Linked DNA regions of Zea mays: region 2 is linked to region 1. Evidence: chromatin contacts called from public Hi-C data. All regions are on one chromosome and are shown on one strand. Each heading gives the region's core, a stretch centred on a gene start, on an enhancer-like site or on the middle of the called end of the contact. The rest is flanking DNA. Distances are from core to core; before and after follow the strand shown. Region 1 holds the start of LOC103636168 (serine/threonine-protein kinase). Region 2 holds the start of LOC100217250 (ATP-dependent protease La (LON) domain protein).

The links. Hi-C and Micro-C count contacts between places; a contact is called where the count stands out from the background.
Region 2: a Hi-C map of leaf shows a contact between it and region 1, with 5 times the contacts expected there. The contact joins the promoter of LOC100217250 here to the promoter of LOC103636168 in region 1. A contact is called at or near these places in 2 of 25 Hi-C or Micro-C datasets (bundle sheath and leaf).

Annotation. Positions count from the first base shown.
Region 1 is chr1:71,294,565-71,299,331 of Zm-B73-REFERENCE-NAM-5.0, forward strand. LOC103636168 (serine/threonine-protein kinase) reads right to left here and starts at 2,246. Exons shown (of 3, transcript XM_008658520.4): 1 at 1,294-2,246; 2 at 27-163. The coding sequence starts at 1,906.
Region 2 is chr1:71,608,679-71,613,445 of Zm-B73-REFERENCE-NAM-5.0, forward strand. It overlaps LOC100217250 (ATP-dependent protease La (LON) domain protein), which reads right to left and starts at 2,570. Exons shown (of 2, transcript NM_001143605.2): 1 at 2,346-2,570; 2 at 1-971. The coding sequence starts at 958. The coding sequence ends at 32.

The sequences.
Region 1 (4,767 bases), core at 996-3,495:
ACTATATATATATATTGATTACGTACCGGGTCGAGCAAAATGTTGGATGTCTTGAAGTCGCGGTAGATGACGGGCTTCTCGGCGTCGTGAAGAAAGGCGAGCCCCTTGGCGGCGCCCACCGCGATGTTGAGACGCGTTGCCCACGACAGAACGGGCGGGAACTCTGCAGAACGTACGTCAAAAGATAAAGATCGTTTAATTAATTGTTATGGCATGCATAATAAAAAAATATGTGTATATCACAACAGTAAGAGATGAAGGGCATGTTTGGTTCACGGCTAACTGTGTCACACTTTGCCTAAGGTTAGTCGTCCGAATTGAAGAACTAACCTTAGTTAGAAAAGTTAGGCAAAGTGTGACAAGTTATGCAGTAAACCAAAAAAGCTCGAAATGTTCTAGTCCTAGGATCAAAGCCGTCGGACATAAGCACAAAACCGTTGGAGATATATAATGAACCAACATGAATTCTACAAGCATGCATGGTTCAATATAATCATTTTAAATTTACATATAGTACTACAGATGCATGGATGTCGTTCGGATGATAGTTAGAAGAGACAAGCACGCACCATTCAGCATTAACAAATAAAAACAAATACGTAATTAACGATATTGATTCATTGTATTCAGTATGATTGCTAGCTGCAGTATATACCATTGCTTGTCAACTTTCAACATCCCCGTCCCCGGATAGCATGCATGCATATATGCATAAGGCCCTGTTCGTGAACAACGTTTTGGAAAACCATAGTTTTTGAAATATTACATTATAATTTAATCAAGACAATACTACAGTTTAAAATATTATGGTTTAAAAAACTAAGGTCTAAACCTAAGTTTAGAATATTCTAAATAACAGCAGCCAAATGCAAGCGCGCGCTCATATACATAGTGGATTGTTTTTTTTTTGTGTATTATATTCATCCTTAAATTATGGCATTTTGCATTTGTTTTAAGCCAGATCTCTCTAACAATTTTGACCAAACTCATATAAATCATAACAGGATCAACAGTTTAATGCAACGTTGCGGTCAACCACCAGCTCGGACTCCCTCCTAGCTAGATAGCCCTTTCAAATGAACAGTGTTTATTTGGCCGTGTACCACACCTCTAGCTAATGCTAATCCAACCATCAGTTGACGACTTGTAGTTGTTAGTGCGGGCTAGCTGGAGCACGTCGTACGAACGAACTGGATGATGGATTGCACCCATCGCGTTTGACAAATTGAACAGGAAATGATAAAATTTGCTGAGAGTAGGTGACGATGGATGGGGCGTGGTAATACTACTCACTCTTGAAGAGGTGGTTCTCGAGGCTCCCCTTAGGCATGTACTCGTAGACCAGCAGGCGGTGCTCCTCCTCGCTGCAGTAGCCGACGAGCCTGACGAGGTTGGGGTGGCGCAGCTGGCCCAGGAAGATGACCTCCGACAGCCACTCCTTGTGGCCCTGCGTGCCCTCGGGGTCCCACAGCTTGACGGCGATCTGCTGCGAGCGGAGCCCCGGCTTGGCGCCCTCGGCCACGGCGCCCCTGTACACGGGGCCGAACCCGCCCTCGCCCAGGAAGTTGCTGTCCACGAACCCCTGCGTCGCAGCCTTCAGCTCCCCCACCGTGAACACATGCAGGTTCGACCCGGCCAGCGACACCGACAGGTCCTGGTCCGACGCCGTGCTCATCACGTCCGTCAGCGACAGCCGCTGGTGCTGCAGCCCCGTCGACGACGACGGCGCGGGGGACGGCGGCGCCGCCCGCCCCTGCTGCGTGGACGACCGCGGCTGGACCTTGTTCTTCCGCCGCCTGCTCCCGGACGCGGCCCCGCCCAGGCACCCGCGGAACAGGAACTGCCACGCCGACACCGGCTTCTGCTTCAGCTGCTGCGACTTCTTCTTGTTGGATGACCTCGCCATCGTCGATCTGTCTATCTATCTATGCCACGCACGCACACCATGCAACAGGTTTGAGCTCAAGCACGAGGCCGATCGATGGACAGGCTCGCTAGCAGCTATCTAGGTCGTCGAGTAGGCGCGGCGCGCGTGTGGGTGTTGTGTGGTGGTGGTGGCCGAGGAAATGAGAAGCACATGGATGAGTATTTGTAGAGGCCGGCTCGGCCCGCGGTGAAGCATAGCTACCTACCAACCAAAACCATGCCGAGTAAAATGGATGGCGCGTTGGTTGAGCCGATCGGCTTTCCGTTCCAGTCCACAGCAGACAGAAGACATATCGCCGCGCTGACCGCTGACTTGACAGCTCAACGCCTCGATCGCATGCATATGTGCGCCCCACCGGCCCTCCCAGCCGTGGATTTCCAGTTTTCCTATGCTTCGATTTCCTTTCTTCCTGTCTTTTCCTCAATTTCACAACACTTTTTTTTTTCCTTTTTGGCTGCCGATACATAGTAGCTAGCTTTCATGTTGTTCAAAAAAAAAAAAATAGAGATGCGCACACGGATAAAAAAAACCCATCCGATTTGTTGAACACTGAAAATATCCTTGTGGACAGTCCAGGCCCGCGGTTCGGACTATCCGTCGTAGCAGCGCAGAATCGATTATGGCTTCGGATTTCTTGCAAGATTTGTTAGCTAAACCTGCGGAATTGACTCGGGAACCGACTTGTAACGGGTACAAACCTCCCTCTTTATATAGATGAAGGGCTACGACCGATAAAACCCCTAAAATCGATCCAATCAATTATACTTATCGTTTTTACTTTATACATTAGAAGTAACTCTAGTTTAGCCCAAGTTTAGCATCCTCTACCTCAAACCTTCACCTCTCTTCGGCTCTACGTCGACTAGAGGCGTCTCGGGCGGCCTACCGACACCAAGACACACCGGTATCTACTAAAATCAGGCCTCAAATGGTCGGTTCTAAAGATCACATCGATATTTCCTCGGACAATATCCTAAAGTCGGTTGTTGAAAGTCTGACGGCTGAGGGACAACTTCAATACGAAGACTACATGCGTCAAGCGAAGGAGAAATTCTTGTCACAATACACGGTGGATCGCCAGCAGAAGGTTGTCAAATATGGAGAGACCGACGTTGCATCTCTTTTATCTTCGCTTCAAGTCCCCAACGTAAGAAAACCCCACGACATCCAATCTATTAAACATTATGTAGATCAGCAACATAATCAAATGAAACAACATATTGGCGGGTTAGAATAATCAATTAGAAAATTAACACGTGCGTTGGAGAAGTCTATTGCTCCTAGTTTTCCATCATATGAAACTAGTAATAGGATATCGATATCTAATACATCGGCAACAAATATGGATTCGCAGCCCCAACCATTATATGGTATGCCGATGAACTAATATCCAGGGCAAATACCACCACTGTCGTCCCTGCTTGACAGATCGACGCCCCTAGACACGGTCGGACCGTCCGAGCTTTTGCCAGGACAGTCCGGCCCTTACGCGGACCCTCCGTCTTTCCGTGCCGGACAGTCCGAGGATGCACCAGGACCACCGCGTGGTGCCCTAATATTAGCGAACACAACCGGCCAGTTTGGATTTATCACATGACAAACCGGATACACATACTCAGAAACTACTGTTGCACACTATGCACCAAATTATTACACACCACAACAGCATTATATTCTGCCCCTATATATTTGTCGGGGACCATAATTAGGGGTACCCTCAAGACGCCTAATTCTCAGCTGGTAACCCCCATCAGCATAAAGCTGCAGAGGCCTAATGGGTGCGATTAAGTCAGGGATCAGTCCATACGAGCGACTCGATCACGCCTCGTCCGAGCCTAGCCTCGGACAAGGGCAGCCGACCCCGAGGGATTTCCGTCTCGCCCGAGGCCCCCCTTTAACGGCGGACACATCACCGGCTCGCCCGAGGCCTTGCCTTCGCTAAGAAGCAACCCTGACTAAATCGCCGCACCGACCGACCAAGTCGCAGGAGCATTTAACGCAAAGGTGGCCTGACACCTTTATCCTGACGCGCGCCCCCCGGCAGAGCCGAAGTGACCGCCGTCACTTTGCCGCTCCACTGACCGGTCTGACAGAAGGACAGCGCCGCCTGCGCCACTCCGACTGCAGTGCACTTGACAGAGTGAGACTGACAGGCAGTCAGGCCCTGCCAAAGGCGCCATAGGAAACTCCGCTCCGCCCAACCCAGGGCTCGGACTCGGGCTAAGCCCCGGAAGACGGCGAACTCCGCTCCGCCCGACCCAGGGCTCGGACTCGGGCTAAGCCCCGGAAGACGGCGAACTCCGCTCCGCCCGACCCAGGGCTCGGACTCGGGCTCAGCCCCAGAAGACGGCGAACTCCGCTCCGCCCGACCCAGGGCTCGGACTCAGGCTCAGCCCCAGAAGACGACGAACTCCGCTTCGCCCGACCCCAGGGCTCGGACTCCGCCCTGGCCTCTGCCGAACGACCTCCGCCTCGCCCGACCCAGGGGCTCGGGCTCGGCCTCGGCAACGGAAGACAGACTCGACCCCAGCTTCGGAGGAGCCCCCACGTCGCCCGGCCTCGGGCGCGGGCCCGCCACGTCAACAGGGAGCGCCATCATCACCCTACCCCGAGCCGACTCGGGCCGCAGAGAACAAGACCGGTGTCCCATCTGGCTAGCTCCGCCAGATAGGCAATGATGGCGCCCCGCGTGCCCTGTGACGACGGCAGCTCTCAGCTCCCTTACGGAAGTAGGGGGACGTCAGCAAGGACTCAACCGCTCCGACAGCTGTCCCTCCGCCAAGCTCCGTTGCTCCTCCGACAGCCACGACATCACACCAGCAGGGTGCCAAGATCTCTCC
Region 2 (4,767 bases), core at 1,320-3,819, 310 kb after region 1:
TTCTACCCTTGAAAATGTACAGGTCCGCGATCTACTTCTCGTTGCAGGACGAGTGCTGGAACGCGTCCTTGATCGCCGCCAAGGCCGCCAGGTACTTGCTCCTGCGCTCCAGGTACTCCCCCTCCCGCGCCAGCCGCTGCGCGGCGTCGTCCATCCGCAGCAGCGCCTGCTGCTCCCGGCGGTCGTCGACGAACAGGCGCGCGACGAGGAACGAGAGCGAGGCGGCGGTGTGCAGCCGCCGGTCGCCCTGGCGGTACGGCAGCGGCGGCGGCGGCTTCTGGCCCAGCTTGTCCGCGAGCGCGGCCACGTTCCCGAGGTGCCGCTCCACCTGCTGCATCAGGTCGTGGTGGTGGTGGTGGTGGCTGTGGTCACGGTCCCGAAAGACCTGGACCCGTGCGACCGCGTAGGGCTTCGTCCTGACGGTCTCGACGACCCGGAACCGGTCCCTGCCCACGCAGGTGAGGAAGAAGCGGCCGTCGGTGAGCCTCTCGCACTCCACGACGTGCACGACGCACCCCACGTCCGCTACCCCCCCGCGGCAGACGACCCCGAAGCTGAGGCCCTGCTGCAGCAGGGTGTGCGCCATGATGCGGCTCCGGAACTCGAACGCGTGCAGCTGCAGCGTGGCGCCGGGGAAGACGACCGACGGGTGCGTCACGACGGGGAGCTCGGTGGTCTGGTGGTCTTCCGGTTCCGGGGTCTGATGAACAGCCTCGTCGTCCGTGAAGCCGTGTAGGCCTAGGCCGTCCCTGCACCTCATCAACGTCGACGTCGTGCTCCTCTTGCGGACGACATGCGGCGGCGGCGGCGGCTTCGTGGCAATGGCAACTCTTGTCTGCGGGTCGGGCCTTGGAGGAAGCTTTGGGTGGTGCGGAGGCGAGTGCCACTGGCTGAAGCTGTGGTGGCTGCTTGGCCGCCTCGCGAAATTGGATGGGAGGTGCGGGGTCTTGAGGGCCATATCAACTCTGCCTCTGCGCAGAACAAAACAAGAGAGATGCATACGGCGTATAAGAGTTTAGTGAAAGAGTTAGTGACACTGTGACAGAGAGGAAAGATTAAAGGGCGGTTATATTATGGCCTCTAATGAAGCGGCTGCATGATAGGTCATGTTAGTTACTCTCTCCGTCTACATGATTTAGTCGTTTTAGATTTATTCTAAATCAAACTATTTGAACAACAATATATATCTCTCCGTCTACATGATTTAGTCGTTTTAGATTTATTCTAAGTCACACTATTTGAACAACAATATATATATATATATATATATATATATATATATATATAAGATTAAAATATTTTAAACTATAATAATTATGTATTATAATAGTTCGAGTCATGATAAATCTAGTACCTTTACTTTTGTGTTATGTTTGTATTATAAAATCTTATGAAATATTCGGTGTAACTGGTCGAAGTTAATAGTGATTAATTTAGAACAAATCTAAAGGACTAATTCTTGTGGACGGAGAGAGTAACTAGCAAACAAATTATTATTTAGGTTGAACCGGCTAATAAACTAATTGCTAATTATGAGGTGACTAACAATTAGCTAGGTATTAGCTGAGTGTGTTTGGAAGATCTAATTTAAACAGCTATCTAGGTTCCAAAGAGGGCCTAAAAAAATGGGAAAAGGCCATGAAATGTCTATCCACATATGATTGCAGAAGGTTTGTTTGAGATGGAAAGTTTGTAGAGTTGTTGGGAAGCCTGTCTGTACTTAGAGCATCTCCAACAATGCCTTAAACTAGTGCCTCAAATTGAAATATAGGGCTCTACACAGGAAAAATCACTCCAACAGTGCCTCAATTCAACAAATTTTGTCAAAAAACTATAGGGCACCCTCTCAAGTGCCTCAAATATACTACACCGTAGTGAGCTGCCCTATAATGTAGATTTGGGGCTTTACTGTTGGAGCGGGGTGTTTTATTGGTGCCCTAAATTCTATACAATTTACTTATTTTTAAATTATAAGGCATTTTTATAGGTCACGTTGTTGGAGATGCTCTTATGTGTAAGAACCCTTGGTGTTGAGAGAAAAAGAAGGAAGGAAAAAAAAAAAGATAAGTGTCTGGTGTGCTTATCATCCTAAAAAAATAAATAAAAATCGATGGAAACTGCCGCTAGTACTCCTCGTAACTCCGGGTATGCCGGATGTGCGGCGACAGAAAGGACTCTGGAAAACTAGGCGCGCGGATGGCGGGTCTTTGAGACGTGGCTTAGTTACGTTGTCGAACAGAGAGGTTTGCCGGGGACATGGCAGAAGGCCAGAAGCACGCAGGCGACAGGAAAGGACTAACGCGGTGGTGTGGGGAAGATGTGGTAGGGGTTGCTGGTGTTGTTACCTTGGCGGTGGTCGGCGGACGAACGGCGACGATCGAGGTCGGTTGCCGCCGGGTTCGCAGCAGGCAGAAACGGCGGAAGGGATGGGAGAAGGGAGACGGCGAAAGGGGGCAGTAGTGGGAGAGAGCAGGGAAGGGGGTGGAGGTGGGCGGAGAAAGAGGAGGTAGTAGGCGAGTGGATAAGAGCAGAGGAGGATCCGACCCCTATGATAATAATAATAATCTATAGTACTAGTAGATAGATAGAGGCTCGCACTTTTATACATCCCAAATGCTAGTAAATTCTCCAATCGCAAGCAAAGTACGGAGGGGGCAGCAGCTGGCGGTGGTCCCCACCGTAGTAGGATAGGATTGGATGGGTTATCTTATCTCTGCTTGTCGCCTAGCGTAGCGGCAGTGACAAAACGTCGGCGAAAACTAAAACAGGGTGCCACGCCCACCTGGGCCACCTCTCTCTCTCTCTTGGCGCGCCGGCCGGCCGGCCTGGCGTGGTCCGTGGTGGCGTTTGGAACACCTGTCTGTCCGTTCGGTTCAGATAAAAACTGGCAGTTTAAACTGCTATAGTTATAATTTATAGAGATGAACCAATTTGTTCGCCCTAAGATCCTTTGTTCGTTGCTTCAAATGGTCGATCACTTCTTTTATTCGCAGCGGGATTCCGTTTTCCAGACAGCGATCTTCTATCACAGACACGACGACTCCAACTATCTATCGCTCACCGCTTTTTTGCCCCCCACTCCTTCTCACTTATTAAAGCGTCTGCAAAAAACATATATACTTTTTTTATTGTCTCTCACTTACATACAAGTATCTGTTTATGTACAACTATGCACACACTCACATCACAACGCATACCAACCCACCTCTACCGTACACAAGCGGACCTACAAGTAGATGCATGTAGTGGCGAGCTATGACGCTCGCCGCAGCTGAGATCTGGTCGAACCCTCCTTATCTTTTACAATTTGTTAGAAAAAATGTACTTTATAAACATATGCACACAGCTATTTGAGCGGTTGACCTGCTCGTGACGATACATCTCCTCGGACTCCTCTTGTCAATCTATGGTGGCGTGCAGGCCTCGGGCGAGCCGGTGATGTGTCCGCCGTAAAAAGGGGGGCCTCGGGCGAGACGGAAGTCTCTCGAGGTCGGCTGCCCTTGGCCGAGGCTAGGCTCGGGGTGAAGCGTGATCGAGTCACTCGTGTGGACTGATCCCTGACTTAATCGTACCCATCAGGCCTTTGCAGCTTTATGCTGATGGGGGTTACCAGCTGAGAATTAGGCGTCTTGAGGGTACCCCTAATTATGGTCCCCGACAAATGTGCATGAACTCACCAAAGGTGGGAGTTCACGTGAAGTGTAAGGCTTACCAAAGAGGATGGTTAGAGCTGAGCATTGCTTTTAAAGTTGGTCAAAATTTTATTAGCAATTAGTAAGTATAAGTAAATACCAAACCCAATTAAGTAGTAGAACAAAAGTAACAACATCACCTGCGATGCAATGCATATGACAAATTGAATTTAGTTCCATAAATTAATCATCAGAGAGTCCTGAGCTGCTCATGACCGTGAGCTCGGCTAGTATACCAGTTTTACACTCTGCAGAGGTGGTACCCTTTACCCACAAGTCATGTTACCCATCTGCCAAGGGATCGCGACTTCCCATACACCTCTACCGAGGAGGCGAGGCAGGGTAACACTACGAGGCCTTTACAAAGTTCCACTAGCTTCAGAAAACCCGCTACAGTTTATGGGAAGCTCCAATGCAGGGTTCTTGCCTGACCGCCATCGCAGCAAAATCAACCAAGGACCTCCCTACACTGACCACTCCCCTACTGCCCTTGCCCCTTTCGGGTAAGGTAGTCCTCCACTAGCTTTCCTAATTAATCAGCCAAGGGCGTCCATAAACCCTTGTGGTGGCACGTGTTTCTCAAGTTAAGCTCTATGTTCCAATTAACATTAATGATCTTGACATGAACAGTAAATAACAACAGCTAACAAAAGTATAATCATGAATAATGTGTATCTCAATGCCCAAAACCACATATAGCACTAGCAAGTACTACCCAAAAAGTTCAGTGGTAAACAAGGCATAAAGATAGACAAACTAGGGTAACCTATTAGGTCCCATCAAAATTAACCTATGCAGATCATTATGATTAATTAGAACATGAGTGGGTAAAAGAAGTGATCAAGGGCACAACTTGCCTGGGACTTGAGATTCCAGGTACCAGGATGATCTTCAGGTGACACGTGTCCTCACTGCTAAACGTAGCAATACAGACAAACAGTGTATAGGCAAAATTAACATCACATCAAACAATAGAATTAACTACGTAATAATATTCTACGCGGCGCTACGAGATCGTGGAAACAAGAATCACTAAATTCGGAGTTACGGTTATCAAGTTATGATTTTATAAAGA